Regions from separate parts of the Cyprinus carpio genome. Here all the other regions are linked to region 2. A link is a contact called in public Hi-C data. All regions are on one chromosome and are shown on one strand. The core of a region is the stretch at or near the end of the contact, and the rest is flanking DNA. Distances in the headings are between cores, read along the strand shown. Region 1 has its middle 46 kb from the start of LOC109053728. Region 2 holds the start of LOC109049576 (serine/threonine-protein kinase pim-1-like). Region 3 has its middle 23 kb from the start of LOC122138222.

The links. A called contact is a pair of places that touch in the nucleus more often than the background predicts.
Region 1: a Hi-C map of skeletal muscle shows a contact between it and region 2, with 2.0 times the contacts expected there. The contact joins the enhancer-like site here to the promoter of LOC109049576 in region 2. A contact is called at or near these places in 2 of 8 Hi-C or Micro-C datasets (both in skeletal muscle).
Region 3: a Hi-C map of skeletal muscle shows a contact between it and region 2, with 2.0 times the contacts expected there. The contact joins the enhancer-like site here to the promoter of LOC109049576 in region 2. A contact is called at or near these places in 4 of 8 Hi-C or Micro-C datasets (red blood cells and skeletal muscle).

What each region holds. Positions count from the first base shown.
Region 1 is chrB8:6,202,933-6,207,353 of ASM1834038v1, reverse strand. No RefSeq gene overlaps it. Among protein-coding and RNA genes, the nearest start is that of LOC109053728, 46 kb to the right of the region's middle. Within about 2 kb of position 1,998, at least 2 of the 8 cell types and tissues checked have an H3K27ac peak or open chromatin away from gene starts, as enhancers often do. A contact at or near this core is called in skeletal muscle, where this site is marked.
Region 2 is chrB8:6,265,121-6,270,109 of ASM1834038v1, reverse strand. It overlaps LOC109049576 (serine/threonine-protein kinase pim-1-like), which reads right to left and starts at 3,185. Exons shown (of 7, transcript XM_042729363.1): 1 at 2,804-3,185; 2 at 2,511-2,617; 3 at 2,323-2,373; 4 at 1,849-2,215; 5 at 891-1,067; 6 at 676-805; 7 at 414-674. The coding sequence starts at 2,876. The coding sequence ends at 635. It overlaps LOC122138222 (a long non-coding RNA gene), which reads right to left. Exons shown (of 6, transcript XR_006155401.1): 6 at 4,517-4,989.
Region 3 is chrB8:6,227,700-6,232,465 of ASM1834038v1, reverse strand. No RefSeq gene overlaps it. Among protein-coding and RNA genes, the nearest start is that of LOC122138222, 23 kb to the left of the region's middle. Within about 2 kb of position 3,430, at least 1 of the 8 cell types and tissues checked has an H3K27ac peak or open chromatin away from gene starts, as enhancers often do. A contact at or near this core is called in skeletal muscle, where this site is marked.

The DNA.
Region 1 (4,421 bases), core at 749-3,248, 62 kb after region 2:
AAGAATGTAAAGCTTCTTTGTAGCATGTTAGGCTTCCTCATCCTCCTCCTCCATTCTGCCCCACAGTTATTCAGCCGAAAGAATTGGACAGGTTGACTCGAGCAGTGCTGTTGTTATCTAGCGCCTGCACATGTCTGCATGTGGACAAAACCCATCAATGTAACCACTGGAGCGGCAGCCATCTTATCATGAACAGAACCAGTGCTGCTAGAGCTCATTCTCCTACTGTTCCCACACTGGACCCCAGCAGTCACGTCAAACAGATATGACTGAAGCATCTTAGCTCTAGACACCTCTCTGAGATTACAGGACTGGGAATTAGACATCATCCTTCGGTAGAAACTATCAGCCCGCACTGTACATGTTCAGCATGTCATGATAATCTCTCTGCGTGTGCTAACATGACATTAAAGCAATTGTTCTTTATTAATCCCTGATAAACCCTTATTAATCTTAATCTAAATTCAAAATCCAAAATTTCCCAATGCTCCATCTTCTGTCAGCGCTGTTTACACAAGGGAATTCCTTTTTTTAATAGGTTATAGGCCAACACCTGGCTGGATTTAAATGTAAATTGTAAATGTGAACATTTTAAAAGCAAAATGTGTTCTACCAATCTGATGGTACTACAGTATAGCTAAAATATATAATCACTGACAAAAGGCAAAGAGTATTGTAGAAGTTTGTGAATGATATTTTTTAATTCAATTGTATTACACATAACTTATTTTCTGAATTTATTTGTTTTCCTTGTATGTATGGATTACTTGGGTTGTTACCGACATCTGGGGAAAATTTCAAGTCAACAGCACCTAATACAGAAATGTATTTACGAGAAAAATGGTGCCGTGTTCAATACTTATTTTACCCGATGTAAATATAATATAATATAATATAATAGCAGTATTTATCCGGCACAAAACAACAATGATCCCAATTAGGGTGACTGAATTAAATCTACTCAAAACTTTTAATCTATATCAGTGGTTCTCAACTCCAGTCCTCGGGACCCAGTGCTCTGCACATTTTGTTTGTCTCCCTTATTTATCGCACCTGATTCAGATCATCAGCTCATTAGGAGAGAGATCCATGAACTGAACTGAGTGTGTCAGATTCAGAAACATTCAAAATGTGCAGAGCAGTGGGTCCCGAGGCCTGGAGTTGAGAACCACTGATCTATATAATCAAAAGTTTTGTATATAAATAGGTTAAAAACAGGGATTTACTACAGAATTTAACCTAATGTTTCCATATAAAAAATAAATCAAATGGAATGCAGGGACTTAATGAATAACCGAATCATCCAAATGAAATGATTCACTGCTAAAGATTGTTGCACCACAAAATCACAAATACATTATTGCGATTATTGCAATTTAATACAATTTATCAGTTGATATCTTTAATTTTGAAGTAAGAGCAGTATTTACCTCGTACAAAAACAACAAAGACCTCAGTTAGGATGACAAAATTATCTACACTACACAACTAATAAAACTAGAACCCACTTTGAAAGCCAAATATATAAACAGATCAAAAACAGGGAATAATGGCAGCATTTAAATTAATATTTCATAAAAAATTATTTCTAAGAATCAATTCATTGAAATGAATCATCCAAATGGCACGAGTCACTAAAATGATTCATTCTAAAAACAAATGTAAAAAAATTACATACAATTAAGCATGCCATTTCTTGATCTAACATAAAGGTTTCAAAGAGGGTTTTCACAGCAATGCTATAAAAGAACCATTTTTGGTTCCCCAAAGAACCTTTCAGTGATCAGTTCTTTAAAGAAACATTTCAGTTCTACGAAAATTTTAATAATCTCAAGAACCTTTTTCCTTTATTGTTTTTTTTTTCTTTCAAGTTGGGTTCACTGCTAAAGACTTGTTGCACCACAATTACATTGATATTTGTGTATTTGTCTAGTTCTTTCGTACAATCCTTTGCTGTGAAGCAAATAAATAAATGAATGATAAAGCCACACCATTTTCCTTGCAGAAACTCCCCATCTGCTCAATAATTCACACACCGTCTGCCCAATCGGCCTCCCACAAGCCATCAGTGCCAGATGCAGTGATAGACACCAGAACAGAAGCGCTTCGGCACGGTGACTGAAACATAGGAAATGCTGCGGACAGGGGGCGGGGTCAGAGGCCGTCGCTCAGGGCATCTCCATGACGTGCAGTCCCAGCATAGCCCACTCTGACATGCTCTCCCGCTCTCTTCAGCTCTATATATAGATGTGCTCCGCTTCTGTCCACCTGCCAGAGGGTCTAAAAATAGCAGCATGCTCATTTTCCTTCGCTCCAGCTCCGCACCGCACCAGGCCGGCCGATCAACTTTCAAACCACATGATGGGGGCGGAGATTGAAGGATAGACACTGATATCCTTGTAGCTATACATGTCTTTCACACATGTCCTGCAGCAGTGTGGCTTACATGGATAACACCATTAAACATGATGGCCTCCCTCAGGCTGTCCACTGTAAATCACATTTTATAAAATGGGCTCTAAAATCTGATTGGGAGAGCCTTGTTCATTATAAGTCTGGCATGAACGACTGTCATGCATTTTGTTGAGGAAAGGTGTTGCATTAATATTCTGAGCGATTATATCTGCGATTTCCGACAAAAACACAAAACAAAACTATTTTAAACATTGACCCAGTAAGCAAACCACACAGCAATCACTCAGAACACAAAAGCAACTACCTAGCAACCACCTAGAAAAATATACACACACACAAACAAATAATCAATGTATGCACTGATATTAAATTTCTAGTTGATACTAATGAGCCGATAATTATTGTGATGTTAAGGCAGATAAAAAAAAAAAAAAAAAAAAACTTTTTTTTTTAAAACTAATAAAATTCAATAAACTTCATTATTATATAGTAAATACATTTGTGTAAGTTAACAGGGATGCGCTGGTATTAAAATTCTAGTCAATACTGATAAGCCAATAATTATTGTCATGCTATGGCAGATAACAGATAAAAAAAATAAAAAATAATAAAAAAGAATTCTACAAAATGTATTATTTAGAATACAAATTTGTGTAAATTAACAGGTATATACGGGTATTAAAATTCTGGACGATGCTAATGATTACTGTCATGTTATGGCAGATAACTGCTTGTTCAGAAAAAAAGGGCACTAAATCACAATTAAAATGTAAAAATCAAGGTAAACTTCACTTGATTTTATCATATTGCTAATGCAGGAATTTTATAGAGGTTGTAAGCCACTTGATACCATGCAGTACAGTTATTTTCCCATGGTAAAAATAATTGTAGCTTTTTGACTTTTTCTAGTGTTAAGATGGAATGCATGTTTTAAATGAATATTCATGAATAGGGAGTATGAATATTCATTAAACCAGGTCAAAGGTAATTGAAAATGCATAAATAAGCAATTACAGTGAAATGGAAGATTTAGTTAACAAAAGTGAGAATTGTTGACTTTGTCCTGACAGCACAATGAGTGGAATGTATGAATAACAGACTGGCTTCCTTGTCCAGCTGCTCTCTGTTTGTTTCTATGTTTGCCTATACGGAAGTGTTACATAAGCAGGTGAGACAGGATAAAGAGTAAAATCACAGAACATTCCCTGTCCCTAAGGAGGTACATTTCCTTCTTCCTGATCTCAGTGTTCGGCCCACTGCTCGTAAGCAGAAACAGGAAGTCAACAGACGGTCAAGCGTTCCATTTCAACAGGAAAAATGCCTCTAAAAGATGTCATGACACTGGCACCACATAGCAAACAGTACAAGACCATGAACTGAATCCCTCTGAAAAACACACAAGCTAAAAATACCTATGCGTTAAAAATATGCTCAGAGTTTACCGTAAATGCAAAGCAGCATTTTCCACATAAGACACATTGCTTGTCAGGATGTAAGAAATACTGCCCACAAAGAAATGTCTGTTTTCCTTCTATTCATTCTTGGAATAACAATTTTAGACATCCATCCATCCATCCATCTATCTGCGCTCATATGATTCAAATGCATGAATTAAATTTTATATTATTTATATAGAAAAATGACAAAATTATTACCCAATCACAACTACATACTGTAATATTTTAGCTGTCTTATTTTAGCATTAGCACAATTGACAGAACTGATCTAAAGGTTTATGCTCATAGGATTATAATGTATTAATTATACACAAATCGGGATTGTCTAATATTTTATCTGTTTTATTTTAGCAAATTAAAAGTTCAAATGTAGTATTACATTTAGGCATAACTGACATATTTACATTCTATATCATATAATAAATTAAAATTCAAAAATGAAAGTGATACAATATTACACGATTCGTGTAGTAATTGTGCCATTTTTGCTCACTTAATACTATTATTCATTGAGTGTCCAAACTTTTGAGATGCAGTATATATTTTATA
Region 2 (4,989 bases), core at 1,936-4,435:
TTTGTGAGGTCGATTTGGTTACTCTCTCTGACATATTAGAGTAAGACCGACAGTTACCTGCCAGGAGCAGGTAAAGTGGAAGCAAGAAGGTAAAAAAAGACATCTGGTTAAGGAGTAGAGTGTTACAGTGGCTATTACTCAATTCAAGTATTTCCAAAAAACAAAACAAAACAAACCCTTGATCTTGCACAGAAGGCACTAAAATAATTAAGCTTGGCTGATCTGCTTCCTAAAGGAACAGCCCTGACGGTGCACCGAAGCCGCAGATCAGCCCTCATCGCAGCACCACTCCTTGTGGCTGCTGCATCGGTTGTCCCCGAGCTCCTCCCTACACTGGCTGAGATGGGCTTCTCAATCTACCCATGCCCGACAGCAGTGTTGACAGTCATTTGGTTACTACGAGCCAGACTTATGGGACCCTGAGCCACGGGGGGCAGGAGATGAGAGATAACAGATCTCACTAAAAGGTGGACCTCTCCCTTTTTTGGCCTAGCCTAGAACTCCCGCCTAGCAGCAATGCTCAAAACAAAAGAACATGTGTTGTTATTTTTTTTTTTTGCACTGCTCAGTCTGCAGGTCCCCTGGGTGGTTTGCTGCTGTAATGGAAAGTCTCTATGTATGTATTCAGATAGAGTCATTTGCACACAGTGACTGCTGGGAAAGCAGCGGGCTGACTGCAGTCTGATCTCAGTGTTGTCCGTAGGGGGTGCTGTGTTCTGCATCCAAGGGTGGTTGATGATGTCCTCGAAAGACGGGCGTTCCGCAGGGCGGAGGGCCAGGCACCACTTGATAAGCTGCTGGCACTCTGTAAAACAGGATGTGTGATTATAGCCCTGCAATAAACCCATAAACCTCCTAGAAGGCAGTGTCATGTGATCTGTAAGTCTTACCTGTTGAGATTCTCCGCCTGAACAGCACCTGTCCGCGTACAATCTCTTCGTCCTGCTCGAACGGGATGTCCCCACACACCATGTCGTACAGCAGGATGCCCAGAGACCACACAGTCGCGGATCTACCATGGTAGCGGTGAAATTTGATCCACTCTGGTGGACTGTAAACACGTGTACCTGAAGAGAGAACAGAAAACTGCATTTAAATTCATGATTCTGCAACACTGAAATACAAAAAAGCAATAAAACTGCATACAAGTCTTTAAAAGGTAAAGGTGCGGCAGGAAAAAGGTGTGTCTTGTTTGAACATTATTGTTCTGGCACAGCATTAATGTGCACAGTCATGTGCTCGGGAGCGTGACGGCAGGCGCGCGCATGTGAAGAAACTGGTTGCCATGTGACTTGTGTTTACAAACTTTGAGTTGTAATAATTCCATTTCCCACCGGCGGTGGCGCCAAATCCACAACCAAGCGAAATGTTTTTTTTCCAAAGCAACATAATACAAAAATAAACAAATCATCACGCCGAGTGATTTTTTTAAAGCTTGATATGGCTAGTCAACGATGAAAGGGGGTCATAATACATTTATCAAGTGATTAATGTCAGATATGTTTGATACACTCGTTTTAAAACGTAAAAGCATCGCCTCAACATATAAACATACACCCTTCTTAGAGCGTGACAAGACTTTCAAACCTTACAACAATCGAATTTCAACGTCTAAACGCATTTAAAACTACCTTAAGCAATTTCTAGCCAATAATTTTGGGGGTTTTATAAACTTTCCCCCTCACAAAATCGTACTAATGTTTACATATTTATTTTAAATAAACATTTATATCCACGACACAAATTTCCATGAGGCTAGATAAGCACGCATTTCAATTTTCCCCGCTCCCGCCACGTTTTCCGTGACCGTGGGAACCCTGACTTGAAGGTCATGCAAATGGCTCTTACCGTCGAAATCGGTGTAAACGGTGTCTTTGAGTAAAGCCCCCGATCCAAAGTCGATGAGCTTCAGATCGCCGGTTCGTAGATCGATGAGAATATTCTCGTCCTTGATGTCACGGTGAACCACGCCGTTGTTGTGGCAATGACGCACCGCTTCCAGGACCTGGCGAAAAAAGTTCCTGGCCAGCTCCTCCGGTAACGCGCCCTTCTCCGTGATGAAATCAAACAAGTCCTTGACGGTCTCCGGTCTTTCCATGACTATAATGAAGCTGTCCGGTCGCTCGTACCAGTCCAGCATCTTGATCACGCCACGGAATCCGGTGCCGACCTTCTTTAACAGGACGATCTCCATTGGGACGCGCGCGCCATTGGGCTATAAACGGAGGACATGTTCGTTTTACTGACGCTGTCATTTTTTATTTATGTGCAATGTTTTAGATACGAATCATACGAATATAATCCTTTTAATTAAATACTCACCAGCTCTCCCCATTCAGTCACACGATCTTTTGCCACATGCTTGATGGCAACCTAAAAATAAATAAATAAATACATTATTAAGCAGTTAATGACATTTGCATTATTTTTATATGTTACACACACACACGTTATGAAGATTCTAAACGTTCACACTTATGTAAACAAAAACACTCTATTCAGGAACCTACCGGCGCGCCATCGGCAATCCTCAAACCCGCATACACCGTCCCAAAACCGCCGCTTCCCAGCACAGAGCCGACCTGAAACACCTTCTCGAACGGCTCTTTCTCCTTAACTGTCGATAAAAGATACGATAGATTCGTAAGAATTGATAAAAGACGTACAATTATTTAATAATTGGAAATCTGACGCACGCGTTACTCCCAACACTCAGTCTTGCTGACGTGAACTAGCCCAAGACCACAACACACACACACTCACACACACAGATAGAGACACGCGAGAATAACCGTCCTCTAACCTTGAAGCTGGATTTTCGCCGGCATGTCCACGGTGGAAATGTGAGCGAATGTGTTTAATTTTGATAGAAGCATTTTATAATCCGAAAAGATAGTTCTTCTTGAGGGTTATTCCAATGTTGAGGTCGAAATCCGTCGTGTAGAGATGGATGTAGGGAAGGTCTGCTTGAGGGATCCGGTCTAGAAGCCTGTAGAAATCCCTTCTCATCGAGGCTCGATGGGTTTTGATTCTCAAGACGAACTTTAAACGACCGCGCAAGGTCTATTCCAGTTTAGAATATGAAATAAAGTAAACGATTAATATATTTCGAAGATAAATATTATTGTCTGAGGTGCGCGACGAACACAAACACCCGGCTTTCTAAATCGTGAGGGAGGGACAAGAGCCGTTATATAGCAGTAGTAAAAGGGAGGATTGGCTCCGCCCACAAACACGATTAAGCCAATGAGTAATGCGCCTGCCTCTGCAGAAAAAGGTCAATCAAATATGAAAATAAAGGAAAACGTAGACGTGGCGGGAATCAAAACGCGCCAAATAGTCGAGGCTTTTTTGAGGGCGTTTAGCCGGTGTGGGGCAGACAGGGAGAATGATTCACATGGGCCATGCCTGAAGCCCCCGTTACAGATTCGGAGTATTATTTCAGACAAGTATGAAGAGTACTACAAAATAGATGAATGCTTTGTACATACATATTAATATGTATGAATGCATATTATTCACACAAACATATATATATATATATATATATATATATATATATATATATATATATATATATATATATATATAGGTCCATTTTTTATAGATAGATAGATAGATAGATAGATAGATAGATATGCATAGACAGATAGACCGGAAGAAACTGACTTTAGTACAGTGACAATATAATAGTATACTGAAGCTGGACCACAAAAGCAGTCATAAGGGTCCATTTTTTTATTTTTTTATTGAGATTTATACATCAACTGAAAGGTGAATAAATAGGTGTTCCATTGATGTATGGGTTTTTAGCAAAGATACAACTAGGCCTATTTAAAAAACTGGAATTTGAGGGTGCAAAAAAAAAAAAGGTGGAGAAAATCGCCTTTAAAGTTGTCCAAATTAAGTTCTAAGGAATACATATTACTGATCAGAAAGTTTTGATATATTTACAGTAGGAAATTTACAAAATATTTTCATGGATCATGATTTTTCCTTTTTTTTTTTTTTTACTATCCTAATGGTTTTTGTGCAGTAGCTGAGAGAGCTTCATAAAATACTATTAGAAAACACAAATAGAAAAAGCACCAGCAATTCAAGAAAACAACTTCATCAGTTTGACAACAGGTGCTGCAAATGCTCACAACGCAAACAAATAAAGAATTTCTATTTTCTTTGTTTGGTTGTGTTGTGAGTATTTGCAGCATATTTGTTGTCAAATTGATGAAGTTGTTTTCTTAATTTGCAGTTGTTTTTTTCTATTTGCTTTGTGTTTCTTTATTTGGTTGTGTTGTGAGCATTTGCAGTGCGTTTCGTTATTTGGTTGTGTTGTGAGCATTAGTAGCACGTGTTGTCAAATTGATTAAGTTGTTTTCTTAATTTGCAGTAGTTTTTTTTTCTATTTGCATCGCGTTTCTTTATTTGGTTGTGTTGTGAGCATTTGCAGCTTGTTTGTTGTCAAATTTATGAAGTTGTTTTCTTAATTTGCAGGTGTTTTTTTCTTTTTGCAGCACGTTGAGGTCTCTCGGCCAACGTAGTTTTGGCATAAAAGAAAAATCAATAATTTTGACCTATACAATATATTGTTGGCTATTGCTACAAATATAACTGTGCTACTTAAGACTGGTTTTGTGGTCCAGGGTCACAAATGTGCAACTTTAAAGTTTTCCTTGTATATTGCATTCAAGGAACACAATCAGTTCAATCAGTTCTTCAAGAGGAAGAAAAAACATGTAGAAAGTATTCTGCAGTGTAATGCAACCCACGCTTTCCTTTTCTGTACATAAAATGCGTCATCATCCCAATGGACAACTTTTTTGTTTTTTGTCCATGTGAAGTAGGTCTACAAAGTGCATATGAAGACAGCATGCACTGCATTACCTCATTATTCTCAAATTAGCGCGCAAAGTTTTTTGTTTCTCCTATTGGCGGGCAACAGTCTTTATTTAAATAGAGAACAATGCGGGGCACTATGGAAATGAGGTGCAT
Region 3 (4,766 bases), core at 2,181-4,680, 38 kb after region 2:
AAATCATATTTATTATGAAAATTGCTATTCAAATAAATCTGAATCGAAAGTCATTTCTGGTTTATACACATAACATCAGAGTGTCAGGTTAATACAAAGTAAATATTTTCCAGATAATATTTTAATCGTTTGCTTTGATACAATAACAAAAAAAAGTTAATTATTTAATTTAGGAAACAACATGTTGACTTTATATCACAATAATAAGATAACATATTTCATATTTGGGCTTTCTTGTCATCACTTTGAAAACCCCATATTTAAATGAATATTTTTGGGCCTGACAGCTGGAAAAACATCCCACCTAATTTGGATACAGGCGGTCGGAAATGTTGAGAGGATTTGGCTGGGATGCTTGATTAGAAAATACAGAGTCTAAGGCTTGGGCCTTCAGGCGGTTACATTATGAAGAAGGTATGTGCAGGTGGCGGAGCTCAGCCAAATGGACTCCCAGAGATTCCCTCCCCAGCGACAGACAGAAGGAACGGGATGAGCTGTACAGCCTCTGCCTGCCACACGCAGATACCCAGCTGCTCCCCTTTCACAACTCGCTTGTGATTCAGAGCAGGAGTGAGACACTGTCTGGTGGTTTAGGACTGTGTCTGCTCTTCATGACATGCTGATGCTTTCTGCCAGGCGGGGAGGAAAAAGAAGAAAAACAGTGATGAGACACATGATGAATGTAGGACAGGAAGGCCACAGCCAGACAGAGTCTTAGGCAGCCGTAAACCACTCTCTTGCAAATGCAGAGATTTGTTGCGTGTAGATGAGAGACCACAAGTGTTTTGCATGCAAACAGGTCGCAGATGTTTTTTTAAAAGACTTCAATCCTGACCCAGACGTTAAAGCTTTGAGTATTACATATTACGATCTTCGTCTTGCCCTGTTGGCAAAATTAGACCAAATGCGTGCTGTAATTAAAAACATGCGGCAGCTGGGAGGACTTGTCCGTACAGATTGGGAAAAGGACAGCAAGTTTAAGCTCATCCAGAGCTTTGGATCCGGGCCTGGTGTAACAGAAAGCCCGGCCACGAAGGTAGCGGCATCTACAAAGGCTTTCTCGAGAGGCTCTACCTCCCATGAACCCCAGACTCGCACATTTGTGGGAGAATTGGCAGCTGTCTGAGAGACCGTCTGCCTTTGTGAAACGCTGCAAAGCACATTCCACTGTGTCTGTGTTCAGACAGTTGTTTTTATCAGTATTTAGAGGATGAATGGTGGTGGATGGGGTTGTTTGGGTGCCTGGATTTGCTGGATCTGTAAATAGGGGAGGGTTGAGACATCAGGCACCCGGCTAACACTTCTGACAGCCTCAGACCGTCTGACATCACAGGCAGAGGCGCCACTGATGCCGAGGGTGGTGATATCTGGCAAAGGAGAAAATAACTAAAATTGCTTTCATTCTAGACTTCATTGTTTTTGGCAAAACAAATATTTGAGGTGTGCTGAATAAGTACGACAGCAAGCTACTGCCTATTATTATGCACAATACAAACATAGAGTTACATTAAAAAAGTTGCGCTGTCAAAATTACACTAGTTTTCATCCACACATTTTTAATGTCTATTTTGGAATGTCGCATTAAAAAACTATGGATGGATTCTAAAAATGCGCATAAAAAAATGTATGCGCTCAACAAAGTAAGATAAATTTTTTATCAGGTAAGGAAACATCCACATAAACTATGATGGAAACACTTTTACCGAATAAATTCCTTAATGCGCATCAAAAAAGACATGTGACTTTGCGATGGGAAGTCATCAAAGTGCTTAGTTATAATTAACTCCCAGAACAGCGTTCCTAAACAGCATGCTCTGAAAATAAGATAACATGGCCGCGTTTCAACTGCGGTCTCTGAAGCTCGTAATTTATTATATGCAAAAAATATTATATACAGTGCCTTCTACTATACTGCAGCAAATTTAAATTTTCTTCATGATATTTAGCGCAAGTTAATCAGGAAGTGGTTTTGTTCTCTTCAACTCACTAGATGGAAACGGTACTTTATTTGCACATGTTTTATGCTATATTGAAATTTTGGAATAACTTTGGATGGAAACATAGCTACTAAGAAATAATGTAAAATGCTGGTAAATAAAACACAATAAACCCTTTTTTTTATTTTAGCAAAACTGAAACTACTGGTGTGTGGGAAATGTGCTGTTCAAATGAACAGAAGCTTTTTGCATGTTTCACGTTAATAGCATTATGCAAGTTGCTTTGGTTTACAAGTTGCAGCATGTTTCAGATGATAATATTCCTGGAATACGTCACAGTGCAAAACAACATTCATTCACTTGACTTTGGAGTTTGATGCAATTTTAATGCAATCTCCCTTTGTAGTCTCTTGCAAAACAAATATTTGTGGTGTGTTAGGTGCTTTCTAAGTGGCTTCGAATGCAAGCTACTTGCTATTTTTGTGTATCCTACACACTTATATTACAAAGCTAACTAGTGACTACAATCAATACCAACATTGTTTTAGTGCATTCTGAACACAATTTTTGAGGTAATTATTCTTTATTCTCTCTTGCAGAGCAAAATATCTGTGGTATGTTACATTTGTGATAACGCAATAGTGGCCACATTTCAAAACAACCTCTAAATATACTTTTAATTAAACTTTAAATACAGTTTTGGGTCTGTTAATCACAGAAAGCATCACGTGACTTCAGAAGGCTGAAATATAACAAAGGAGTCATACAATATACTTTTATAACACTTTTAAAAAAAATTATTCATAAAGAAAACTATATGAACATTTTGAAAAAAAATATTTAAAATATTTTCAAATTGTAAAAGGTATATAAAACGTAAAATATTTTCAATAAAAAGTGCAATTTTAAAGTGTGAAAATGATTTTTTTTTTTATCTGAATTTTAAAAATTCATGTTATGTCCACCAAAAGCAACAAAATTAAGCCTAATGATTTATCAGACGTACACAGAAAACCATAGAAACCTGCCAAAACACCCTAGTAACACCTTAGAATCACCAGAACACCCTAAAAACCACAGATATCTGTGCTAGCAAGCTACTTTCCTCCGTGCTTATGCAATTAACGAGTGCTCACAGTCTACAACATTATTTCAACGCACTTCAAATAATATTTTGATGTGTCTGATGCATTATAATAATAATCTCTAATTTATCATGACGGGTCACTCTCCTAAGTCGAACATTATCTGAACTTCAGTTACCTCTGAGGTAACAGTAACACCACATGATTTAATGCGCTCCTATCCTCTCTAGAGTTCCAACCAAAATAGCACTCAAGCAAATGGGTATTGCTTACAACAGCATTAACCCTTACGCTGACAGTGTCAGAGCTCAAAACAGATCAGACGAAACACGGTTGTCTCCTGTTCTCAAACAGCTAATTATCTTTGCGCATCTCCCTTCAATTCACAGGCGCTGACAGTAGGCCACGCACAGAGCGCAAGTCTTACAGTGACCCATTTTCTGCTAACCTCAATTTCCTGCGCCAAAACCTGCACTGATGCACTCCTTTTTTTCAGGAAGTCATGGAGTACTGATCAAGCTAGGAACGGTTTGATGAAATGATTTTGTTGTGTAATATCACTTAACCTGGAATTGATGTGACCTGTTAAGAGATGAACAAACAAAAAATAATGACAATGAAACCAAAAGAACTAATAACCTAAATGAGCAAGTGTAAAGAACACTTGAAACAGAGCAAAATATCAGGAGACAAACAAATGCAAGGTTTGTGACCTACTTCCCCATGACATTCAAAAACAATTCAGTTTCCTCTTTACTTATTGTATTTAAATGTCCAATTTTCTAAAATAATTCATAATATTATTCTATTATTCTTATATATATATATATATATATATATATATACACACACACACACACACACACACACACACACACACACACACACACACACACACTCATTGATTTATAAAAAAAAAAAAAAAATTATGCATTTATATGCTTGTGTGTATACACACAATACACATTCTAATTAATATATAATATATAATTATTTATTTTAATCATCTTATATTTGTTTATACTGTACTCATATATATATATACACACACACACACACACACACAAGCATGCATGCATAAAATAGATATTTAATTTTTTTTAACAAATCTAAATCTACAGTAAATATACAAACACTGTTTGTATTAATATTGTTATATATATATTATTACATTATATACATTTTATATTATATAATTCATATATTAAAATATATAACATTATTAAAATATATAACATATATATATAAATGTGTGCAGTATAATCACACTCACACACCCACACACACACACACACAAAATTTAAATCTATACATTATATAAATATACAAACACAGTTTGTATTAATATATACACACACACACACACACACACACACACACACACACACACACACACACACACTTAATATTTAATGAATTTTTTTTATATTTCGAGATTAATCGCATACAAATTAAAATTTTCGTTCGCATAATATATGTGTGTACTACTGTGCATATTTATTATGTACTGTATATATATAAATGCACACATATGCATGTATATATTTAAGAAAAATATATGTTTATATATTATATATCTTTATATATAATATAAATTATATGAATATAAATATATACATGTAAATATTTTCAATATATATACTGTATGTGTTTGTATTTATATATACATAATAAATATACACAGCACACACTCATATATTATGTAAACAAAAGCTTCGCAATTAATTGTTTGAAAGCACTAATT